Linked DNA regions of Danio rerio: region 2 is linked to region 1. Evidence: chromatin contacts called from public Hi-C data. All regions are on one chromosome and are shown on one strand. The core of a region is the stretch at or near the end of the contact, and the rest is flanking DNA. Distances in the headings are between cores, read along the strand shown.

Region 1 (3,705 bases), core at 465-2,964:
ATGGGTTTCCGTCGTGCGCTCCGGTTCCCCCCACAGTCCAAAGACATGCGGTAGAGGTGAATTGAATAAACTAAATTGTCCGTAGTGTATGAGTTTGCATGTGAGTGTATGGATGTTTTCCAGTACTGGTTTGCAACTGGAAGGGCATCCGCTGTGTAAAACATATGCTGGATAAGTTGGCGGATTAACTGTAGCTGTGTTTTGGAATATGGTGGCTGGTTTCTACATGGTCCATCTCTCACCCACAACAGAATAGTCATCTGTGCAAGGAAGAAATGGTAAATATGGTGGCCTGGAATTAACTAATGACTACTTTAAACTGGCTAATCACTAGCCAATCACTTGGATCAGCTAATGATTACTCTGCATAAGATAATAGCCAGTGCAGTTCTACTAATGGTTAGCTTAAACTAGCTATTGACCCGATGGTCCACTTAGAATCCAGTTATCATGTTGCAAAAAACAGCTCCCAGCTTTAACTGTATCTCCCAGTGGCCAGGCGGGTATAAAACCCTAAGCATTCCCAATAATGTCCTTTTTGATTACTAGCCTTCGCTCTTCATCTTCATTTCCCTGGTTGTCTCTCCCTTCCCAACATTCCTCCGCCCTCGTTTCCTCACTCTTTCATTAGCTGTCACACAGCGTTGTTCCCCGGAGAGCTGCAGATAAAAGCTAGCGAGCGTAGCATGTTGCTGTGACCCTCCTGTAACCACGAGGACCATTATCAGTGACAAGCTTTCATCCTCACCTTGCCCGAGGCTCAAGGGTCTCATTCTCATCGTAAATATTGCACTGCTTAACCCTGCCAGAATCGGCGAAGCCACAAGGTTAACAGAGCAATGGGTTGCCATCTCTTTTCCCTCTGATCTTACCACGAGTATAACGCTGGAAGGGAGCATTGTGGCGGAAATAAGTCCCGGAGGTTTGGCCATAAATACAAGGCTTTACCTTCTGTTCAAATCAGATGCTAGGACTGATGTGACGTAAACAGCTGCTATTTATCACTAAGGGCAGGGACTTTCGCATTTATCAGGCGTGCTTAAACACTAGATGACCCCAGGAGGTTTGATTTGACCTTCCGTACAGGTTCAATATCCCCCATGACAAAGATTAGATTTTGGGTGAACGTTGTTAAGTATCATTTCATCAGCCCCTTCATCACATTCTGGCAGTCTTAGGTGCTTTATAAGAGCCGAGAGGTCTGTGACAGTAAATCTTCATTTCTGATTAATCCAGTTGCCGCACAGGGACTTGATGGGACTTGAACCAATTTAATCAAACTAGATGAGAAAGCCAGCCATCCCATTACTGCATTTAAAATAAAAAAGACACTTCTGAGAGTCCCTGATTGGGGCAGTCGTTCAGAGCAGCAGATCCACAATGCGGCAATTAGGAGTTTCGGTAGGTGAGCCTGTCTTCAAGGAATGGACATCTGAATGGGATGGAGATTTAATTGCTTTTGCTTTTAAGTCCTGATTTGTTGAAGGAGTAACCCTGATTTCGGAAGATGAAGGGATGGAAACAGAGGGACAGAGAAAGAGAGTTGGCATCTCCTGCTCAGGCAGAGAAAAAGCCTTGCTGTGCCAAGGAGAAAACACAGCGAGTCGTGCCAAACCTTCTCACATCTGGGACTGAGAGCGAGTGGGCTGTGTGCACTCATCCCCTCCCGTCAGCCATTCCTCCTCACACTATAAACATCTGGTGTCCAAACCACACACTGAAATCTGATCCCGACACTAGGACTCCAAGCCAACACCGGGCCATATGATTGGATGAGAGCAGGCCAGGGCATTGCAATGATTCACTCCCACCAATAAGACATGATGGTTCTGAGGGGCCTCGTTGGAAGGCTTGTTGTTTTTTCTCAATGATCTGGGCACGATCATATTAAAGCAATGAACCAATGAATCTCTCGGTGGAGAGATGCCATCAAAAACTCGACAGGGTAAGCCAAGCGTGCCTCATTTTACCCAGACATTCTCACATGCAAATGATCAGCAATTTACACATTCTGTAATTTCCAGAACTCTGAATCATTCTCCGCTGACAGAGACGAGCTTCAGACATTCCTTGCAGGGTGAATGGCTTCAGCGGATATTGCTATGCAATTTCTGTTCATCACTCTTCCCTTCTTCGGAAACAGCAATTGTTTAAACTGTTGATTTGTTGCAAGTGGAATTCATGGTGAAAGCAATCTAGAGACTGAACCATCTTTTGATGTCAATCACTCAGAGATCTACCATGATTAGTGTATTAAAGGGCACCTAGGTTACCCCTTTTTTCAGATTTAATATAAGTCTTTTGCTAGAATGTGTATATAAAGTTTCAGCTCAAAACACCCATCAGATTTTTCATTATACCTTTTACAAGATGCTATTTTATGATTTCCAGCAGGGGGTGGTTTTGTCGTACTGTGCCTTTAGGGCGAGTTCTGCCTGCCTAGTGTTTCTTTGTGCCTTCCCGCGTGCTTTAATCTCCTCCCTCGGCTGCGTCAGACAACAGACAGACTTAAAGGAAGAAGGTCTCACGTAGCGTTTGTGAGAAATACTACAGTAAGAACTAATCTTTAATAATCAGTATTGTGAAGTTGCATTGAGTCGCACACACACACACAGGCAGGCAGGCAGACAGACAGAGCGCGCTTAGCTTAGCACTGTTTTTGCACTCAAATGTGACAGGATACAGGCTAACCTCCAGTGCTGTGTGGATATCTGTTATGCTAGTGTACAAAATAAACCTGATTTAACTTCCACAAACCGGTATTGAAGCGTCTTTCATAATTGTTCTGATACGCGGCTGTGCTGATGAAGTAAATCGCTGTAATTAATTACACACGTGCTCTGTTTTAAAACACTTTAAACATGTGAAACTTACTTTTAATCACATTTGATGATGATTGCTGATCCTAGCGAACAGAACAGACCTTTTATTCCCGGTTGCTTTGCGTATGTCTGCCTGGTTGTGTTGTCATATACACGTGACTACCGGGACATGTTAATGCGCGCAGCTGTCAATTCGGTGGGCGGGGGGACCGCACTCCTACGTAAAGTTGCGGTCGGTCTGAAAACCGATCTAATTGGTCCACCATGTTGTTCAATTGTAAAAAAAAAAAAGGTTAATTACTTAAGCTGGTTCAGATAAAAATAGTTCTGGTCAACAATACAGCTGACCACAAAATATTAAATAGCCTAAAATAATAAATAATACATAAATAAAAAAGTTGCAATTGAAAATATATAAATAAATAGGCTAATAATATTTCTAACAGAAAAAAAAGCTGTAGGCTAATTATTACAATTTAATTTTACATTTAAATGTAGGCTAGAGAAGGTAAAAGTAGCCATACCAGAAACCTCAAATGCGTCTTGAAAACTCATTTATAACGCAGTATTCAAAAAACTATTTAAAACAATATGAAAATTATTTTGAACTAGACTAAACTTAATTTCGGCTACGTTTAACAGTTATTAAAATAACAAAATGAACAAATATATTAGCACACTTCAACCGGCCTGAAGATTAGCCTATGCAAATGACCATGTACATGCAAGTAGTAGTATGTTATACAACAAGTAGTCTAATAAAAAAAAAAAAACTCTTAAATAATTAAATAATATTTAAGTTTCCAGCAGTGATAAGAAAACTTTTTCGGTTTGGAAACGATAGTTCAACAAGCCACATACAGCCAAACGGAAAATAAATAAT
Region 2 (3,607 bases), core at 745-3,244, 50 kb after region 1:
TCTTCCAAGTCCTTGATGGTTGACATCATGTCTTCACAAATCCAAAGGTTTATATATTATTCATTAAGTGATGTGAGTAATTAAATGATGAATGTAACATTTAAACTTTTTTTCAATCTCTTTTTATTATATTAGTAATAGTTATAGGCAAACAGCACATGCCAATACTTTTACAGTTTTTACATAAGCCATTTTGTTTATTTTTTTACAGTATTATTTTATGAACACAAGTAAAATAGCTTTTAATATGCTATATTGTCTAATGTAGGTTCCTAGTAGCCTATAGTTAGTGTGACAACGTGTCCTACTGTATCTTATCTCCTTGCACATATAAACTACAGCTTCAGTAAAAATAATAATAATAATAATAAATATTTTTTAAAGGATTAAGAATCTCCCAAAATGTATATGTTTGTATATTCTCAGCGGTCAAATGACACTTAATGAGACCATTGAGCAGACAAAAACAATGCAAAAGCTAAAATAACAGTGTGTGTTGATGTTGTCGGAGGGCTGATGCTTCTGTCACGGCTGTTAGAGCAGCGTTGACCTTCTCAACACGCCACGGAGAATGCGCGAGGAATTTTAATACACCGTATCATACATTTGGGAGCACAATAGGCAGGCAGTACTGTACACTTAGCCCACTACGCTTTCAGTCTGCATCATATAAACGCGCAGAGGACACAAAGATGGGACAAAGTTTGGCGCAGTGATTATAATAAACGATGGGTCACGCGCGCTAAACTCCAGTTACAAACGCGTGTGCGAAGCCGGAGAATCGGACAATGAACCGCGAGCAAAGGCGGTGGAGGATTTCCAATGTGACCCATGAAAGCATGCATGCTTTCACACATCGTCCCGGGCTCTGACCCCTGCACACGCGGACACGCGAGACCCCGTGCCCACCGGACTCCAGCAGCGGCTCGCGCCACCGGCTCATCTCCGGACGTTTAACATGAGGATCTATTTTTGCCATCCGATGTCACAACAAATTAAGAGATCTGGATTGGGCGCCGTGCCCTGTCTTTGTTCCGTTCTGCGCTCAGTTTATGCACAAATGTGGCTAATCGGCAAATGCGACTATTAGTGTTTGGATGATGCATAATCAGCCTCATCAAAGTCCAGCGTCTGAATACAGCCATAAATGCACACTGTAGTGTCTCTCCGCGTATCCGTATATGCTATTGTGGTCTCAGACACAATGGGTTCGTTCTTATAATGGCAATAATTTCGTATTTGTTAGCCTATGTTAAAATGCTATTTTGAGATAGAAACAGATTGTTTTTGGGTTTATTGAGACACAAAGGTGTGATGGTTCTACGAGAGTTGAAGTTCTCCCTGCAACTTAAAAAGGTGACATCAGACTTTAAAACCATCTTCATTTTCTAGAAGGGTGTAACTCTCAAAACCAAAAACATCTGGGTTTGATTTGCTCAACTGGGTGGGGGTCTAGTCATGAACTGTACTTCTGGCTGATTTCTAATGCATGTGTTCTCTTAATATTTAATTAACTTCAATTAAATCCTACTAAAGATCAAATGCTTTTGCGTAAAGTTATTTGACATGAAGATGAACAATGTGCTACAGATAACCTGGAACGCAAGGTTAGATTTCCCCAAAAAAGCAGCACACATCAAGCCACAGAGTAAAGGAATAAACTCAGCTTACTTACAGAGGAACAAGGAGCGGTATGTTGCAGACATCACGAATCCACTGGAGGTCCTTTATAATAACGACTATTGAAAGAACGCGTCCCGCTTCCTTCACAGTTCTTCGCGCGGACTAAAGTGTTCAATCACAAAAGCAGAAGTAGCTACTTGAGAAGAAAAATGGATCAGCAATCTATTATGAGACGAGCACAAGGACAGCATAGCTGGACATGCTGAAAGACGAATCCATCATCAAGGACTGGAACATCATCCCCACGTTTCCATCGGTTTCACCGTCAAATCATCAAAGTTCCCGATCTCTGTGACGGAGGACGCGCGTCTCAGGTTGCCGTTGCGCGGTGTCCTCTCTCTCTCTCTCTCTCTCTCTCTCTCTCTCTCTCTCTCTCTCTCTCTCTCTCTCTCTCTCTCTCTCTCTCAGTCTGCGGCCGATGCAGAAGAACGCACAGCGCGTGTGTGGATGCTGAAGGATGGAGACCTCTAGAGTCTGAAGCACACGCGCACTGTCTGGATGAAGAGGGAAAAGCACATGTGCTCTGATGGAAGCGGGTGGAAAAAGCCACAGCGCACGAACAGCATGTCAACAATAGTAATTCTGCATCCGCGACAAGACATAATTAATATTTTACGATATGTCATCCGTGAGAAGGCTATTTCGCTTCACAAGCTGTCTTGTCAAATGTTAAGATTTGTTTTAATTCGCATATTGATACTACTATCCCAAACAATTATAACAGACCTTGAAAATCCAAAATGACATTTTATTTATTATGAAATATCAAGTACAAGTGATATCAGATGTGGAAAAATTGGCCTTGTAAAAGTCTAAAAAACAAAAAGTAAGTAACTGTTTTGCAGGTATCTCACACTACAGTATATTCAGCTTTTCAAACAGAATAATATAGTGTTATACCACTTCCAATTTCATAATATGGTAGGTCTTTTGCAGCATTCTATTACTAATATATACAGTTGAAGTCAAAATTATTAGCCCCCCTGAATTATTAGAGCCTTTGTTTATCCCCCCCCCCCCAAATTTCTGTTTAACGACGAGAAGAATTTTTCAAGAGATTTCTATACATAATAGTTTTAATAACTCATTACTAATCACTGATTTATTTTTATCTTTTTCATGATGACAGTAAATAATATTTTACTAGATTTTTTCAAGACACTTCTATACAGCTTACAGTGACATTTAAAGGCTTAACTATGTTAATTAAGTTAGGTAAGTTAGGGTATTTAGGCACATTATTGTATAATGATGGTTTGTTCTGTAGACAATCGAAAAAAACTAGCTTAAAGAGGCTAATAAAATTTGTCCTTTAAATGGTTTTTAAAAAATTAAAAACTGCTTTTATTCTAGCCAAAATAAAACAAATAAGACTTTCTCCAGAAGAAGAAATATTATCAGACATACTGTGAAAATTTCCTTGCTCTGTCATTTAGGAAATCATCATTTAGGAAATAATTAAAAAAGGAAGAATAAAAAAAGGGGGGCTAATAATAATAATAACCGGCCACTTTATATAGGTACACCTTACTAGTACCGGGTTGGACCTCCTTTTGCATTCAGAACTGCCTTAATTCTTGGTGGAATAGTTTCAAAAAGGAAATAGGTACTGGAAGTATTTCTCTGAGATTTTGGTCCTTATTGACATGATAGCATCACGCAGTTACTGCTGATTTGCAGGCCATTTAAGTACAATGAACTCATTGTAATGTTCAAAAAACCAGTCTGAGATGACTGGCGCTTTATGACATGGCGCGTTATCCTACTGGAAGTAGCCATGAGAAGATGGGTACACTGTGGTCATAAAGGGATAGACATGGTTAGCAACAATACTCAGGTACACTGTAAACCCTAATGCTGTAACTAATTAATTGAGTTGAGTTCTATTAACTTAAATCATTAAAATTCGTTTATCTTAATTAAC

Evidence for each region. Hi-C and Micro-C count contacts between places; a contact is called where the count stands out from the background.
Region 2: a contact with region 1 is called in a Hi-C map of an unstated tissue, with 1.9 times the contacts expected there. The contact joins the promoter of clmpb here to the enhancer-like site in region 1. A contact is called at or near these places in 2 of 18 Hi-C or Micro-C datasets (caudal fin and an unstated tissue).

The regions. Positions count from the first base shown.
Region 1 is chr18:50,160,442-50,164,146 of GRCz12tu, forward strand. All of the region lies in intron 1 of clmpb (CXADR like membrane protein b), which reads right to left. Among named protein-coding and RNA genes, the nearest start is that of clmpb, 50 kb to the right of the region's middle. Within about 2 kb of position 1,715, at least 28 of the 62 cell types and tissues checked have an H3K27ac peak or open chromatin away from gene starts, as enhancers often do.
Region 2 is chr18:50,210,531-50,214,137 of GRCz12tu, forward strand. It overlaps clmpb (CXADR like membrane protein b), which reads right to left and starts at 1,995. Exons shown (of 7, transcript XM_073929724.1): 1 at 1,676-1,995. The coding sequence starts at 1,706.